2 separate regions of the Mus musculus genome follow, and region 2 is linked to region 1. A link is a contact called in public Micro-C data. All regions are on one chromosome and are shown on one strand. The core of a region is the stretch at or near the end of the contact, and the rest is flanking DNA. Distances in the headings are between cores, read along the strand shown. Region 1 overlaps Cgnl1 (cingulin-like 1). Region 2 overlaps Cgnl1 (cingulin-like 1).

Region 1 (3,258 bases), core at 354-2,853:
CTGGACAACTCAACAGCAGCTACACCACTGAAGAAAAGCTGTTGTTCTCTCCATGAACAACAATTAGCTGACTTTTAAATCCTCAGGGAGGGGCGGGGCCGTGTGAGCTCCTCCAGCTCTGTGATGGAAGGTTGGTCGCTCAGTCTCGTCCCAGCTGCTTAGTGCAACGACTGCGCCTTGCTGTGACAGTGCTCCAAAGCATGGCACCCCTTCCCTGTCTCATCCATTTTTTCTGTCTCTTCTGTGATACCCCTGGGATGGGGTAAGACAGGTGTCCCCTTTAGGGCTTTCTGTCTTGCTTATTATTATCTGAGAGCAAGTTACTCTTGGACACTCTGTGGGGAACATTCCTTACCTCAAATGCTTGGTGCTAGGAGTATTTCTGATCTCAGAGATCTTGAAGTTATTTGTGGAGATTTTTACTTGTTTGCCATTTCCAATCTCAAAATCCACAATGCAGAATGTTTTAGCTTTGGATTCGGAGTCAAATGCTCCAAAGTTTTGTCTTTTTTTTAAGGATTTATTTTATGAATATAATTATTTTTCCTACATGTATATTCTTGCACCACATGTGAGCCTGGTACCTAGAGATGCCAGGAGGAGGGAGGCATCGGATCTCCTGGAACTGGAGTCACTGATGGTTGTGAGCTGCCGTGTGGGTACCAGGAGCCAAACTCATGGTTTTAACCACTGATCAGTTTCTCTCCAGCCCTGCATTTTGGGCTTTGGAACTGGGGGTGATCAGGCGTGCTAACTGTTCTCTCTGAGTTACTGAGTGCTCTTGGGAGGGCACTTAAAGGTGTTAGGAGATGGATCCCCAGCCCCTGCTAAGTGGAGGTGGTGGCAGGGGGTAAAGGAAGAGAAAGAGGAAGAGGAAGAGGAGGAGGAGGAGGAGGAGTTGGTGGTGGTGGTGGTGGTGGTAGCAGTATGGTAGGTATTAGGAGAGGTGTGCATGGTGTTTCAGAGGATGCCAAGAAGGAAATTGTTTATTTGATTAGCATTCTTTGTGATCACTAATTTTGGGTAGCATCTAATTCTCAGATAAAGTACATTTTAACATTTTCCCTATGTTGCAATGGGGACATTGACACTCAGAGAAACGTAGTGTTTCTCTGCAGTGAGTGGTGTATCAGGTCCAGAGAGCACCCCATTTTGTGCTCTCTGTGGATGACTGCCCTGTGCTCTCTCTGTTTCACTCACCATTGATGCCCAAACCAGACCAGGGCCTGTGTCTAGAAGTCATTTTCTCCCAAGTGGGACTGTGCTAGAAGTGGCTGGGGCTCCCCATTGTACTGGAAACGAGCATCTTCATCTCCGTCAGAATGCAGTGCTGGACTGGGGTCTTCTTATGCTAGCCTGATCCTTCAGAGCTTCCCCGGCTTTTCTGTGGACTCCCGCAAGGAATAAACCTCTGTGGTGTTCCGTTGTTAGCTCTGTGTCTACTCCAGGAGGGTTTGACATTGGCAACCAAAGAGCTAGGGTTGAGCCTCATTGAATCAGCAAGCCAGGTTGATTTTGGCATTTCCCTTGCTAGTGTCATGGCCTGGCTCCTGAGACTCAAACTGTTGTTGTACATTCTTCAAAACTATTATATGAGCGCCACCTTGTGGATGAAAAGAGCACTGTCGTTATGGGTGACCATTTTTTTCTACACAGCAATGGTTGTTACCAAATGAGTATGATTTTGTTCTTGGATTTTGTGCCTGCAGTTGCTTAGAGATCATTAATTTAGTTTTTATTTTAAAACGTTAAACCTCTCTTAAGACAGTGCTGATACAAGAACGCTTAGCTACTTAAGTGACTGTCAAGTGGCTTTGACCACAGCCCACCTAATGACACGTCCATCCATCCAAATATGTTAATATATAATACAAAAACACCACAGTGCTTGTTCATACTTTATTGTGTGTGTTCTATGTAGTTAAAATACTAGTCCACACCTAATCAATTGACTTTATAACCCAACAGTGTACTTCTTACAAAGGAAAACCACTCTTTTTATAACATGGGAAATTGAAGTCTAGAGAGAGGTGGGGTTTGCCCCTCTTTGCTTTGGGATGGGCCTGTGCGCTCTGTTTTCTGGCCTCCTTGAGCAAGACATGCACATGGTATGCAAACCTGTATGCAGGCATGTGTTCTCTATCATTGCCAGAGCTATCCAATATCATTTCAATTCCTTGCCATTCCCACTGCCCAAGGGACCTTCACACACGCTCTCCTTCTAGTTACGCCTCAAGGAGGAAGAGTTGCAGGACTACCAGCGAGCTGAGGAGGAGGCGCTCACAAAACGGCAGCTTCTGGAGCAGTCGCTGAAGGACCTGGAGTATGAGCTGGAGGCCAAGAGCCACCTCAAGGATGACCGCAGCCGACTCATCAAGCAGATGGAGGTGTGTGGGTACCCGGGCTGGAGCCAGGCTGAGGGCACCTAGGGGGCGGGAGCCAGGCTGTGGGCACCTAGGGGTTGGGAGCCAGGCTGTGGGTACCCGGGCTGGAGCCAGGCTGAGGGCACCTAGGGGGCGGGAGCCAGGCTGTGGGTACCCGGACTGGAGCCAGGCTGAGGAGAACACGTCTGGGCCACCAGGGGGATATAGGAAGCCTTGGGCTTTCACTCTTTCTAGCTTGATGTAATCAAGACCCTTTCTTTGGAGTGGGGGGCAGCTTATCATGTTGTAGAGAGTTACGCAGGAAGGAATTGATCTGTGATTTAGCCTAATGGCTTCATTGCTTTGAAGAGGATATAAGTTATTCCCCAAAGAAATTAGCTGATGGTGTTGTGTCCCTTAAGTAATGGTTCCCCTACAAAGGCTCCAAGACTGCCAACTGTCCAGTCAGGTTCCACACTGTGCCGTAGACCCCAAACCACCCTGCACATCGGGGACCACTGACCAAACCACAGAGTCCAGTCTCATTCCTGGCCCATCTTCCTGAGTGTGTATGTATCATTGCCAGAGTTATCAGCAAACTGTGGTCCAATTCATTGCCATTTCCCAGTCCCAAGATAGTCTGTCTGCAACTGCCCAAAGCAGTTACCAGCTGGGGGTGAGTATTTACAAGCCTAATACTCAACACTTGAGAGAAACCCACACAAAGAAATACCAGGACTTCTGAGATGACAGGAAAACCTGAATTGCTAAAGAGGAATAATTTGTGAGAGTGGAATGACCCTAAACCAGAAACACACATGTGTTCTGCTCTCCAGTGGAATTCAGAGAGTAACAGAGAGACTGAGTTTGATAAAAGACGGGCCTGGTGCTCAAG
Region 2 (3,388 bases), core at 374-2,873, 110 kb before region 1:
TAGGTCAAGACCCAAAGCAAATTTTATGAAGTGCACAGCCCCCAGCCGACCAGCTCAGCTCAGCAAGGAAGAAGGGCCTGCTGAAAATTTATCTTGCAAATAAAACGCAGCTGTCATTTCTGCATTTGCTGTGAGCTCTCAGACCAGTTCATTTCTGGGAGTCAGTCTGAGTGTGGAACTCTATTCATCTGTCACACGCTGACACCTGGGATGCCAAAGCGTGCAGAATAAAGCTGGAAAGGGTCTTACAAAAAAGGGTCTAGGAAAATCTCCTTGGCGGTGGCATCCAGTGTGACGTTTATATAGTATGTGGTTTCTAGGAGTCTGTGTGTCTTTTTCTCTTTTAAGATGTGGTCTCATTTATGTAGCCTTGGCTGGCCTTGAACTCATTCTGTAAGGCTGTCCTCTGATTCACAGAGATCTGCCTGCCTTTGCCCTCTGATACCCTGGACAGTATAGCAGAGAACGCTATGTTGATTGGATTACTTTGGTAATAAGAACAGAACCACTGGTAACAGTCAGTGAGATGGAATCTTCAGTGTCATTGGTCAGTGTCTGTAGAAAAGTGTGAGTGTGCCTGTTGGTGTGAAGAAAGAGTTGCACACAGCAGCCTTCTGAGCATGCATCCCTCCCACATGGGAACACAGAGGCATGTGAGCATTGGAAGGCTTTTTCTGGGAGGGTGGATCATGGGGTAGTAGACCATTGTGTTGTGCTGCAAACCACTCCCTTGCTCCAGAGCTGACTGTCTGAGTTGGAGCTGGTAAATCAGAATGGATAATTTGTAAGGGAAGTCCCATGAAGTTGCCTTTAGCTTCTGTGAGTCTGGGTTTTAGCATTAAGCCCTTCTGTAAGGGCCACCGGATACTCGCACGCACTGCCCAGACAATGATGGTGTCTGATGTCATTGAACTTTGCTATAGCCATTTCCTTTGGAACAAAATGAAAAGCTTTCAACATTTACAAAGGAAGGAAAATGTATAATCTTAGTGAGCCTTCTCTGCTGCAGGCTGAAAGGAAGCCACAGTCAAACCCAATTATTTCACTTCTCTCTCTCTCTTTCTCTCTTGCTCTCTCTCCATCTACATATATATGTATACATTCAAATATATATACTCAAATGAATATTAGATATATTTGAAATTTAAGTATTGTTTTCCATCTTTTTGGGGCCATTAAATTGAGATGCAGAGAATCTGAGCTCATCGACAGATTAAAAAGTTCTAAAGTTGACGTAATTTAAATTTAAATTTCCTCTGTGTGTGTGTGTGTGTGTGTGTGTGTGTGCGCGCGCGCGTACCTATGCATGTACATGTACATATAACATGATGCTAGTGCTCTTTTGACTTAATTTTAGTAAACACCTCCTGGCTTTCAGACATTCTATACTATATCTGCAAAGTTTGTGATTGGATTATATAATTTTAAATGACAGGGTCATTACCTCCATTACTTGACAGGTACTAATTTTTTCTTCTTCTTGTAATGACCTCATTGTTAGACCATCTTATTAAGGAAACCGAGGCACAGAGAGATGAAGGACTTTGCTAAGGTGATACAACTGCTAAGGGGTGGGGCTGGATTTGAACCACAGCACATGTACCGTGGTTAAAGCAAAGGCTGGTCAGAGTGAGTCACGATCTTGGTGCAAGGTCAGGCTGACCTCACGACATGAAGGACATGTTTATGGCGTTTCAAGTATCTGAGCTAATCCGAATCCTTTACTGCACGGCCAGCATCTAAAGTTATTTCACTCACAGGCATATGCTTTGAAAATTGAGTGTAAATCTGGGATTCATGAAAGGATAGCAAATTTGGCCAGTCAACAAGAAGCGCTTCTGACAGAGGGCTGGCTGTCTCCTCTTCCTTGGGGAAGAAAGATGAACTGGTTCAGGTCCCAGGCGATTCCTCCATTCCAAATGAATTATTCCACCAGAATAAAATATTCTTTCTCCTGCAAAAATCAGCTACTGCTTTTAGAGCCTCCAGTCTTTTTTTTTTTTTTTTCTCTTTCGTGGGTGATTAATCCTGATGGGGTGACGCTGGCCAGTTCCCTTTTGCTGTGACCTCAGAGGCAGCATCCGCAGTGTGACTAGTCCTTCTTGAGATGAAGTTGGGACCTTATGCTTCTGCTTCCCTGGGCCACCCACTTGGCTTCTGGCCTGGGTGACCGGGATAAGAACAGGAACTAGAGAGATGAGGTTGCAACAAAATTAAAGGTTCAGAGCTTAGAGCTTGACACCAGCTAATCCATCAGTGTTTGCTGCAGCTGCTCAGTTAAGTCCTGAGCTCTACCCAGTACAGGGCACTGCTTCAAGTCCTACTCCATAAGCACCGCTGAACTTACTTCTCATCTTGTTTCCAGGAAGCAGGTGATGCGCTCAAGGCTGTGTTCAACCGCACTTTAAGTTAGAGATGCTGAAGGGATTGATTCAAGGCCACGCAGCCCTTAAGCAGTGACAGTTACGGCTCGAACCCAGATTTTATATTTTAAGTAGCACATACAAGTTGTAAGCGTACAGAATCTTGTGCAGGTTTTCTCACGCTTTGTCCTGGTTTATCATCCTTCAGCAGTAGCCACTGTTTCTTACCATTTGTAAGTTGTCACTACTTGAACTTCATGAAACAAACAAACAAACAAACCGATCGAGTCACAGAGCATGTACCATTCTGTGTCTGACTTTATATTGAAGACTTTTACATTTATTTATTTACATTACAGGTATGTGGTAGCATGGGTGTAGAGGTCAGAGGGCCACTTGCAAGAGTTGGTTCTCTTTCAATCATGTGGGTCGTGAACTCAGGTTATCAGGCTTAGTGGCAAGCCCCTTTACCCATTGAGCCGTCTTGGCATCCCTTGTTTTCTTTTTGTTTAATATTATGTCTGTGAAATTAGTCTATGGAGATTGAACCCAGTGTGTACTAGGCAAACACTTGAACAAGGAACAATAGATGCACCCAGGCATGGTGGTGCAAGCGTTTAATCCCAGCAGAGGCAGAGGCAGTTGGATTTCTGAGTTCAAGGACAGCCTGGTTTACACAGGACAGCAAGGGCTACACAGAGAAACCCTGTCTCACAGACAGAGGGGGGGGAGGGGAGAGAGGATGCTTATTGCACAGAAATATTTTGAAAATATAAAGAAGAAATGTAAGATGAAAGTTAAACTGTCTTCAGTTACCTATGGTAATATTCCTCAGCACTTATTTATGCACATGCGTGGATTTTCCTTTGGTTTTTTGTTTTTTCCTTCCATTCTAAGTTAGTATTATTTTGTTTAGGAACAAAAGGAATATTTTCAATCCACATATAATTACATTGGAAAGCAGTGAATGGAAATTTCAGGAATAAAGACCTGGTGATGCCAGGGATTGTCCTTCTAGTACGTTT

Evidence for each region. A called contact is a pair of places that touch in the nucleus more often than the background predicts.
Region 2: a Micro-C map of the HL-1 cell line shows a contact between it and region 1, with 3 times the contacts expected there. The contact joins two enhancer-like sites. A contact is called at or near these places in 1 of 15 datasets of contacts at CTCF or cohesin (large pre-B cells), 37 of 484 Hi-C or Micro-C datasets (B cells, CD4 T cells, the G1E-ER4 cell line and 23 more), 12 of 115 datasets of contacts at active chromatin or transcription factors (astrocytes, bone marrow-derived macrophages, craniofacial prominence and 5 more) and 3 of 9 other capture datasets (adipose tissue, liver and pancreatic islet).

What each region holds. Positions count from the first base shown.
Region 1 is chr9:71,644,621-71,647,878 of GRCm38.p6, reverse strand. Cgnl1 (cingulin-like 1) reads left to right here. Exons shown (of 19, transcript NM_026599.5): 13 at 2,226-2,387. Among named protein-coding and RNA genes, the nearest start is that of Myzap, 54 kb to the right of the region's middle. Within about 2 kb of position 1,603, at least 7 of the 459 cell types and tissues checked have an H3K27ac peak or open chromatin away from gene starts, as enhancers often do. A contact at or near this core is called in the HL-1 cell line, where this site is marked.
Region 2 is chr9:71,755,851-71,759,238 of GRCm38.p6, reverse strand. The region is part of intron 1 of Cgnl1 (cingulin-like 1); the gene reads left to right. Among named protein-coding and RNA genes, the nearest start is that of Gm51713, 8.3 kb to the left of the region's middle. Within about 2 kb of position 1,623, at least 42 of the 459 cell types and tissues checked have an H3K27ac peak or open chromatin away from gene starts, as enhancers often do. A contact at or near this core is called in the HL-1 cell line, where this site is marked.